Regions from separate parts of the Athene noctua genome. Here region 1 is linked to region 2. A link is a contact called in public Hi-C data. All regions are on one chromosome and are shown on one strand. Each heading gives the region's core, a stretch centred on a gene start, on an enhancer-like site or on the middle of the called end of the contact. The rest is flanking DNA. Distances are from core to core; before and after follow the strand shown. Region 1 holds the start of SKOR1 (SKI family transcriptional corepressor 1). Region 2 holds the start of IQCH (IQ motif containing H).

Region 1 (3,736 bases), core at 402-2,901, 240 kb after region 2:
CCACATCCCCCTACACACCCCCCCGCCCCGACGTGCCACCGCGGGAGCGGCCCCGGGAAGGGGGCACCGGCTCGGTCCCCGCGGCCGCCTGCTCCCGGTGCCTCGCAGCCCGGCGTGGCCTGGCAGCCGGTTCCGCAGCCGCTGCGGGTATTTCACGCCGTGGGATCACCCGAAAACCGGTGGCGAGCGGGGCAGCGGGGCTCGGCCCCAGCGCGGGCGCGTCTCACCGCGCTCCTGCGCCCGCCTAGCCGGAGGATGACTGGGGCGGGGCGGGAGGGGGGAATAAATAATTAAAAGGCGAGGAATAATTACCGGCTCGGGTTGCGATCATTGCGGGCAGGCCGCGCCGCAAGGCCCGGCCCGGCAGCACCCGGTCCGTGTCCATTCCCACCCCTCGCACCTCGACGGGACGTCCCGGGGGGAGCCGCCGGCGCTTTCCCGCGTGGGAGCGTGGACCGGGGCCGGTTCAGCCGCGGCGGCCCGGGGAGCGCGGAGGAGGTGGGTGGCTCCGCACCTGCGTTCCGCTCCGCGTCGGCTCCGCCGCATCCTCGCGGCGCCGCTGGTGATGGCGGGGAAGGGGGACACACACACACGCACGAAAGTGATAGCTGGGGGCGATCCGCGCCGTTATTAACTTCTGTTTGATCAGTGTAATTGCGCCGATCGCGGCCGGACGCGATGATTAATTACAGTTTAATTAACGTGGCCGTGACGAGTGCTGCATGCGGGAACCCAACCAGGGCAGGGACGCGGCTGTGGGCCCCCGCCACGCCGCCAGCACCGGCGGCCACCGGAGCGGGGGGTCCGTGTGTGTGTGTCCCGCTCCCGTGGCCGCCGGTGCTGCCGGCGTGGAGTGGGCCCCCGTGGGGAACGAAAAAACACGGGCGCGCCCCCCCCCGCCCTCGCTTCCCGGCGATTTCGTTGCCGCCCCGGTGTCCCCCCCGCTTCACCCCCGGTGTCGCTCCGCACCCGCGCCCCGCCGGCGGAGCGCGCATCCCGGTAAGGGGGGGAGGATGCGCGGCGACCACGCATCCCCGATTTCGATGGGGCCCCTCCGCCACCCCCCCCGGGCTAATCTTTTCGTTACCGCCCTCTCCCCACGCAAACTTTCAACGAGCGATCGCCCCCCCCGGGGGGATACCCACACCGGGAGGGGGGGGGGGGGGGGGGGGCGCGGAGAGGCGCGGAGCCCCGCGCAGGTGCGGCCTGGGGCTGATCCCCGCTCTTACCTCGGGCAGCCCGGGCGGGTCCCCGCTCGGTGGCGGCCCCCCACGCCCCCCCCCTCTCCCTCCCTCCCTCCCCGCCGTGCCTTAAAGCCGCGCCGTGATTGACTGGAGCGCATCGGTGATTGACGGCCGCGGGGTCCCGGAGGCAGTTAATGTAAATATGCTGGTGCTAAGTGGGTGTGTCTTCCCGTTATTTTAGCTGTCACCGGATCAATGTGCAGCGTCTCCAAGTACGGATCCGGATCCTCCCTCGGTGGCGCGGCTGGTCACTCGCTCTTGTTGCATCTCGCCCGGGCGGACACGGCGGCGGCGGGGCGGGCGGCGGCCCCGAGGCGTCGGTGAAGGGCGCGTCGCTGCCCGCCCGCCCCGCGCCCCGGCGGCTGCCCGCGGGAACAGGGCTCGGAGGGGACGGGACCCCCCTTTCACACACACGCCCTCCCCACACCCCCCACACCTCGGATGGCGGCCCCGGCGCCGGGCTGCGGCCCCTAACCCCGAGGAGAGCCCGCACGTCCAGCCGGGCTCCGCGGCGCGGTAAGTGGGACCGGGCGGTGGATGGAGGGGACGGGGGTCGGGGGGGTGGGGGGGGTGTTTTCGGAAAGCGCTCCCCGTTATTTTGTGTAATGACCACGGAAGCGGCTTACCACCGCCCGGAGCCCTCCCCGCTAAGCCAATTTGCCTGGCTCGCCGCTGCCCTTCTGCTGCTACGTGCTGCCGGTCCTGCCCCCCCTCACCCCCCTGCCCCGGCCCCTAATCCGCCCGTTCCTAATCGCCGACCGGAGACACGACAAAGGGGCTCCCGGTCAGCCGCGCCCGCCGCCCCACTCCGCCCGATAACGGGCACCGAGGGGCAAGTTGCGGCCCGCCCGGCCCGGCCCCACGGCTCGGCGCCCCCCCACACCCCCACATCCCCAACCCCGGCCCCGCCGCCGCGGGACGAGCCCGGTCGCATCCTCCGGCGCGTTTCGTTAGAGCCCGCCCGGGGCTCGGTGCAACCGGCGGCCCGGCACGGCTCGGCGAGCCGGCACAAAGGGAAGGGACGCGGCACCTCCCGGGGACCCGGGGAGAGGAGAGGTGGGGTGGGGTGGGGATGCCCTTGCCCCGGGCGACGGCTGCCGCCGGGCTCCCGGGGCCGCCCAGCCGCGGGTGTTTGCGGCGGGGCTCGGTACCGGCGGCCGCGGCGCGGAGGATGCGCCACGGCTCCGCCAGAGCCCTCCGGCCGGCCTGACCGCGGCGAGGGGGGGTCCTGCGGCAGCGCCCCGGGCGGGAGATAGTGTGGAGAGCGGGGGGGGCACACACGGACACCCACCGCCGAGAGGGGACAAGCCGGGGCGCGGAGCTGGGAGCGGGGGGCAGCGGGAGCTCCGGGAGCGGCGGGGCCCCGGGAGCGGTTCTAACCCGCGTCTTTCCCCGATTTTGTTTTGCAGGGGCGTTTTGGGGGGGAATGGAGGCGATCGCCAGTCAGATGGGAAATGGGAGAGATGCAAGCTCCTCCCCAAATTCAAAGCAAGAGCTGCAGCCGTACCAGGGCTCCAATACCCTCAAGCCCAACCAAGTGGGTGAGACCTCTCTGTACGGCGTGCCCATCGTGTCCCTGGTCATCGACGGGCAGGAGCGGCTGTGCCTGGCGCAGATCTCCAACACGCTGCTCAAGAACTACAGCTACAATGAGATCCACAACCGGCGGGTGGCCCTGGGCATCACCTGCGTGCAGTGCACGCCGGTGCAGCTGGAGATCCTGCGGCGGGCCGGGGCCATGCCCATCTCCTCCCGCCGCTGCGGCATGATCACCAAGCGGGAGGCGGAGCGGCTCTGCAAGTCCTTCCTGGGCGAGCACAAGCCGCCCAAGCTGCCCGAGAACTTCGCCTTCGACGTGGTGCACGAGTGCGCCTGGGGCTCCCGGGGCAGCTTTATCCCGGCCCGGTACAACAGTTCCCGCGCCAAGTGCATCAAGTGCAGCTACTGCAGCATGTACTTCTCCCCCAACAAGTTCATCTTCCACTCCCACCGCACCCCGGACTCCAAATACACCCAGCCCGACGCCGCCAACTTCAACTCCTGGCGCCGCCACCTCAAGCTCAGCGACAAAACGGCCACGGAGGAGCTGTCGCACGCCTGGGAGGATGTCAAGGCCATGTTCAACGGCGGCACCCGCAAGCGGACCTTCTCCCTGCAAGGGGCGGCCGCCGGCGGGCCCGGTGCCGGCTCCCCGGCCGCCAAGGCCGCGCTGCACCCGCCGCCGCCCGCCGGCCCCGAGCTGGCCCCGGCGCACAAGAGTCTCCGGTGCAGCGGGCAGGAGCCGGCGGGCGAGCGCGGAGCGCTGGGGCTACCGGCGGCGCACGGCGGGACGGCGGGGGGGCACGGCGGGGCGGGCGCGGTGCGCAGCTACCCGGTGATCCCGGTGCCCAGCAAGGGCTTCGGGATGCTGCAGAAGCTGCCGCCGCCGCTCTTCCCTCACCCTTACGGTTTCCCTGCCGCCGCTTTCGGACTCTGCCCCAAAAAGCAGGAGG
Region 2 (4,199 bases), core at 853-3,352:
TGTCCTTGAATGTTTTACAGTGTTTGTTCTTATGCTCCCAGGTCTGATGTAATTTCACTTATCATACAAAGCAGGAGCTTAAAATTCTCATGGTATTTATTTTAGTAAATGATCAGCTTTCAGGAAGATTTTAATGTCTTTTGTGAAGCAACCCAATCAGAGCACAAAGGCTATCTGTAAGACTTCAGTTTTGGTACTGGAAAACAATGGAAGCCTAAACATTTCAAAGTCAGTACTAGTTAAAAAACCCCTGAAGATTAAATTTTAAGAGCTTCTCAGATTAAACAGCATTTCTGTGAAAGTTTTTTACTTGTTTATTTTCACTACAAGAAATAATCAAAGGAAAGCTACAGGAACCTTGAACAATTCCTTCCAATTTGCTTATACCTTCCACACAAGAACCAAGAATATGATTTTACAGACACTTATTATTCTTTGATTTGGAATCCCCTTAAATAATTCAACATCAACCCACCCACTCTGACAGGGTAGCCCTTGACTGTGGACCTTGTACTGCCAATCTTGTTTCAAAATATGGTTTAATGAGATGGAGGGAACCAGTCCCTGGGAGCAGCCCTGTGCTTTATCAGGCCCCTAGGTAAGATCTTGCTCAGAAATAGCCAAAAACAAATCCAGAAAAGGGGTTGGGGCTGTTGATGGGCATACTAAGATGTATAACTTATCTGTTCATGACAGTTCCCTAAAAAGCAAGGCTCTGCTAACAAGCTGTAACAGCAAAACCACCAAGGTATAAACAGCTTCTTCCTGGACTCCCCCGGGTTTTAGAATTACTAAAAATTCTACCAACGATTTCTCTACTATCAGGTCTTATTCTCATGTTCCCTTTTTCAAGCCATAAAAAGGGGAACTGGGTTCAAAGAAAAACACTTCCTACAGAATGAATTCTACATATTTGATATGGAGTAAGTGTAATTGACAAATCTGAAAACTGCAGAAAGGAAAAATGTTTTCAGCTTTCTCTTTTGTGCTTCTGTGTTGGGACAACAAATGGTCTAATACATGAAAGCAAGCCCAAGTAAAGCACTTAAGCGCTGAAATTCCACTAGGAATTTCGGAAATGCTACCATTCTTAAAGTCCAAGATAGTCTGTTCACTTCAAAAATGGCAAGCTGAAACCAGAGGGACAGTGTTTATTCTGCTTTTGTCTTCCCCTTGCCTATATTCCTGAGCCACTCTGGTTGCTCTGAGGTTGCCCTCATGTTCTAGCAGCCACTGACATATCCCAGTGAAACAAGGTCATGTTTGTACTGAGTGAATGACCAGAGTGGGCAGCAGCAAACCTACTGGGCTCATGAATCTGTTCATTTGTTATTGAACAGAGTATTATTTTTATTCAGTCTCAAGGCAATTCTCAAATTACTTAATTCAGGTATAACTCTGGACAGTTTATTTGCACCTAAACCAGAGCAAGCTTCCAGTGGGTAACAAAGCATTTTGAGATGTGGGGCTTTTTTTTTTTTTTTTTTTCCTGGGGATTGTAGTGGTGACATCGCCTCCTCCTTGGTGTCAGAGGGTACAAAACACACAATCCGCGGCGCTATACCGTCTCTCTTAAAGAGCTTATTTCCTTAAAGCAATAAGGGCAGCCCTGACGATCTCCTCAAGGGCAGGTGGTTACCGCTGCAGGCGGGGGGTCGCCCCGGCAGGGCTTGGCCGCTCTGGGGACGCTGCGTGAGGGGAGAGCAGCCCCCCTCGAGGGCCTGGGCTGGGGGTCAGGAGCTGCCAGGCCGAGGCCTGCAGTTGCGGGCAGGCCGGGGCCCCGCGGCTGCGCCCGACCGGGCCCCGCAGCACGTCGCGGCGGCGACGACGACTCACGTTTGACGAGCTCCTCGGCCGCGAAGCCGGCGGCGCAGCTGGTCACCAGCGCGAAGGGCCCCGCCGCCGCCATGACGCCCGCCGCCGCCGCGCCCCTTCCGGCCCCGCCGCTACCACCCGGCAGCGCGGGGAGGGGGGGAGCCGGAGCGCGGGTGACCCCTCCCAGGGAGGGGGGAGCCGGAGAGCGGGCTCGGCCCCGTGTGACGGGCCCTGCTTCCCTCCCCCCCGCGGCGAGGCGGATGGTGCGGTCCGGCCGGCGCGTCCCGTTGCCAGGGGCGAGGGCGGCGGCCGCCATGGCCGGCTTCGCGGGGCGGGAGGCGGGAGCCGTCCGGGGCCGGGTGGGTCCGGGCCGCGCCCGAGTCGGCCCCGTCCTTCCCCGGTAGCCGTGGCGCCGAGCCCCCGCGGGAGCCCTCCCTCCTCCCGCGGAGAGGCCGCCTGGCACCTCGGCTGATCGCGCCTGAGGGGACGGGAGGGCTCAGCCCCCGCCTGAGGGAGCGGAGGCGCCGGTGGATTCTGCAGAAGGGCTGGGGCTGTGGATGTTACGATTCTTAGCGTGACGAGACCTGGAACTTTTTTGGTTAACGCAGTGCAATTGCACGTTTTTGACATAGGCTGACACGATCTCCTCACAGGCTGCCTCTACCTTTCAGTCCCTTGTTACCACTTTTGAGATTTCTGTCGAGTTGAGCCATCTGTGCCAAGAGAGATGTTTGAAACGTGTCAGGAAATATCATTCCTTGGCAAAGGGCCTTGGTCCTGAAGTTATGGCCATTACTTTGTGAGATTTGATTTTAATTTTTTATAATTTTTTTTAGGTTTTCTACGATCAATGACTTTAAAGTCATTGGCTTTGTATTCTCTTATTTATAAAAGTATAGAAATATGGGAAGTCACATGTATTTTTTCTTTCTGTGTTTAGGAAGCATTTAATTTGGATTAAATCCTGCTACCTAATCCCATGGGTTTTGGTTATGGGTATGATTTTTGTCATAACTTGCTTTTTAGGTTCAAGAAGACCTTCAGAAGCTTGACATTAAAGTCAATACCAACTTGAAAAGAAATGTAGAAGCCGTGGATATTATTGACCTTGAAACAGCACCTGAAAGAACTGAACTTAGACTGGAAGTAAGTAAAATAGAGTAGATCCAGAGGACATTTCCGTTTTTGAGATCTCTGTCAGTAATTCACTTAGAGTGCATGGGGCCATGTGTTTGTCGTCCTGGTAGATCCCATTTGGCTTAGCAAATGATGGGATTCATCAGATGTTAGCTCAGAATGATGGTTTCCTTTTTTGGGTCACCAGAATTAACTGATCTTGTGCCCATTAGCCAAAACCAGATGTAGTCCAACAGAAACACAAAGCATATCAACTTTTCAGTCAGATGAAGATCTGGATTGCTGAATGAACTAAGTTAAATAAATATAATATCCTTTTTTAATAGTCTAAATGTTATTTTTTCCTCTAACAGAAACATGCTGAGAATTATTTAAATGCTATAAACAGACAAGTGTTAACTATTTCTTCTGCTGATAATAAAGAAGTACATTCAAAAGAGCCCCTTAGATGGTAAGTGAAACAGCTGTTTCATTGCAGAGACAAATGAAAGCAGCAAGACAGGGAAACTGTGGTATCAGTCTTGTAAAGCAAATGGGAGTGTTGGCCTGGATGAGATTATTTTGGTCATTTGCTATTTTGGTTTTACTTTAAGTTAAAAAACAATACAAAAGTAAATGCAGTTCTAAGTAGCTACAGCAACCTCCTGCTAACCTGCTGGGGTTTTTTGGCTAAATGCAAATTTAAATAAAAATACAGTCTTTCAGATTCAACCAAATGGAAGCAGTATAGGTTTAATAGGTAAAATCAAAGTAATTTTTTAAAACCTCACTGTTTGCTTCTTTCTAAATCAGGGGCCTTCATTTTGGTGCTTCTCCGAAACAGCTTATTTTACCACGAGTACCTGTTGAGCCCGTGACTGTCCAGGCATACAGCAAATCAGCACTACGCCTTTCTCAAGGTTCACAGGTCTGAAATAATATATTGCTTATTCTGCCAGAGACCATGTTAAGTGGGTAGGCTGGTGTCTTGCAAGTTACCATTTGATACTGTAATGTTATGTTCTGACACCGCATGGATTGAGTTCTAAAAAAAAAGTATTAAAAAAATTCTCAGTAGAACGAGCAGGCCGAGGAGCCTTCTAGTCTAGATAAAATCTAAGTTAGGACACTTCAGTATCATCATGGGTTCATCCACAAGTCTTTCATTCTTGATTTTTTTTCCCTCCACAAGTATATTTTGTTGAAGAGTTCTTAAACCAGGTGTTTGTTGAGCTTTAAGGTCCCAGCCCTGCAAAAATACCATATGC

The links. Hi-C and Micro-C count contacts between places; a contact is called where the count stands out from the background.
Region 1: a contact with region 2 is called in a Hi-C map of liver, with 4 times the contacts expected there. The contact joins the promoter of SKOR1 here to the promoter of IQCH in region 2. A contact is called at or near these places in 2 of 2 Hi-C or Micro-C datasets (heart and liver).

The regions. Positions count from the first base shown.
Region 1 is chr13:14,590,075-14,593,810 of bAthNoc1.hap1.1, forward strand. It overlaps SKOR1 (SKI family transcriptional corepressor 1), which reads left to right and starts at 1,652. Exons shown (of 9, transcript XM_074917182.1): 1 at 1,652-1,760; 2 at 2,654-3,736. The coding sequence starts at 2,671.
Region 2 is chr13:14,352,096-14,356,294 of bAthNoc1.hap1.1, forward strand. IQCH (IQ motif containing H) reads left to right here and starts at 2,103. Exons shown (of 20, transcript XM_074916946.1): 1 at 2,103-2,174; 2 at 2,842-2,961; 3 at 3,306-3,403; 4 at 3,745-3,859. The coding sequence starts at 2,130. AAGAB (alpha and gamma adaptin binding protein) reads right to left here and starts at 1,942. Exons shown (of 11, transcript XM_074917169.1): 1 at 1,837-1,942. The coding sequence starts at 1,909.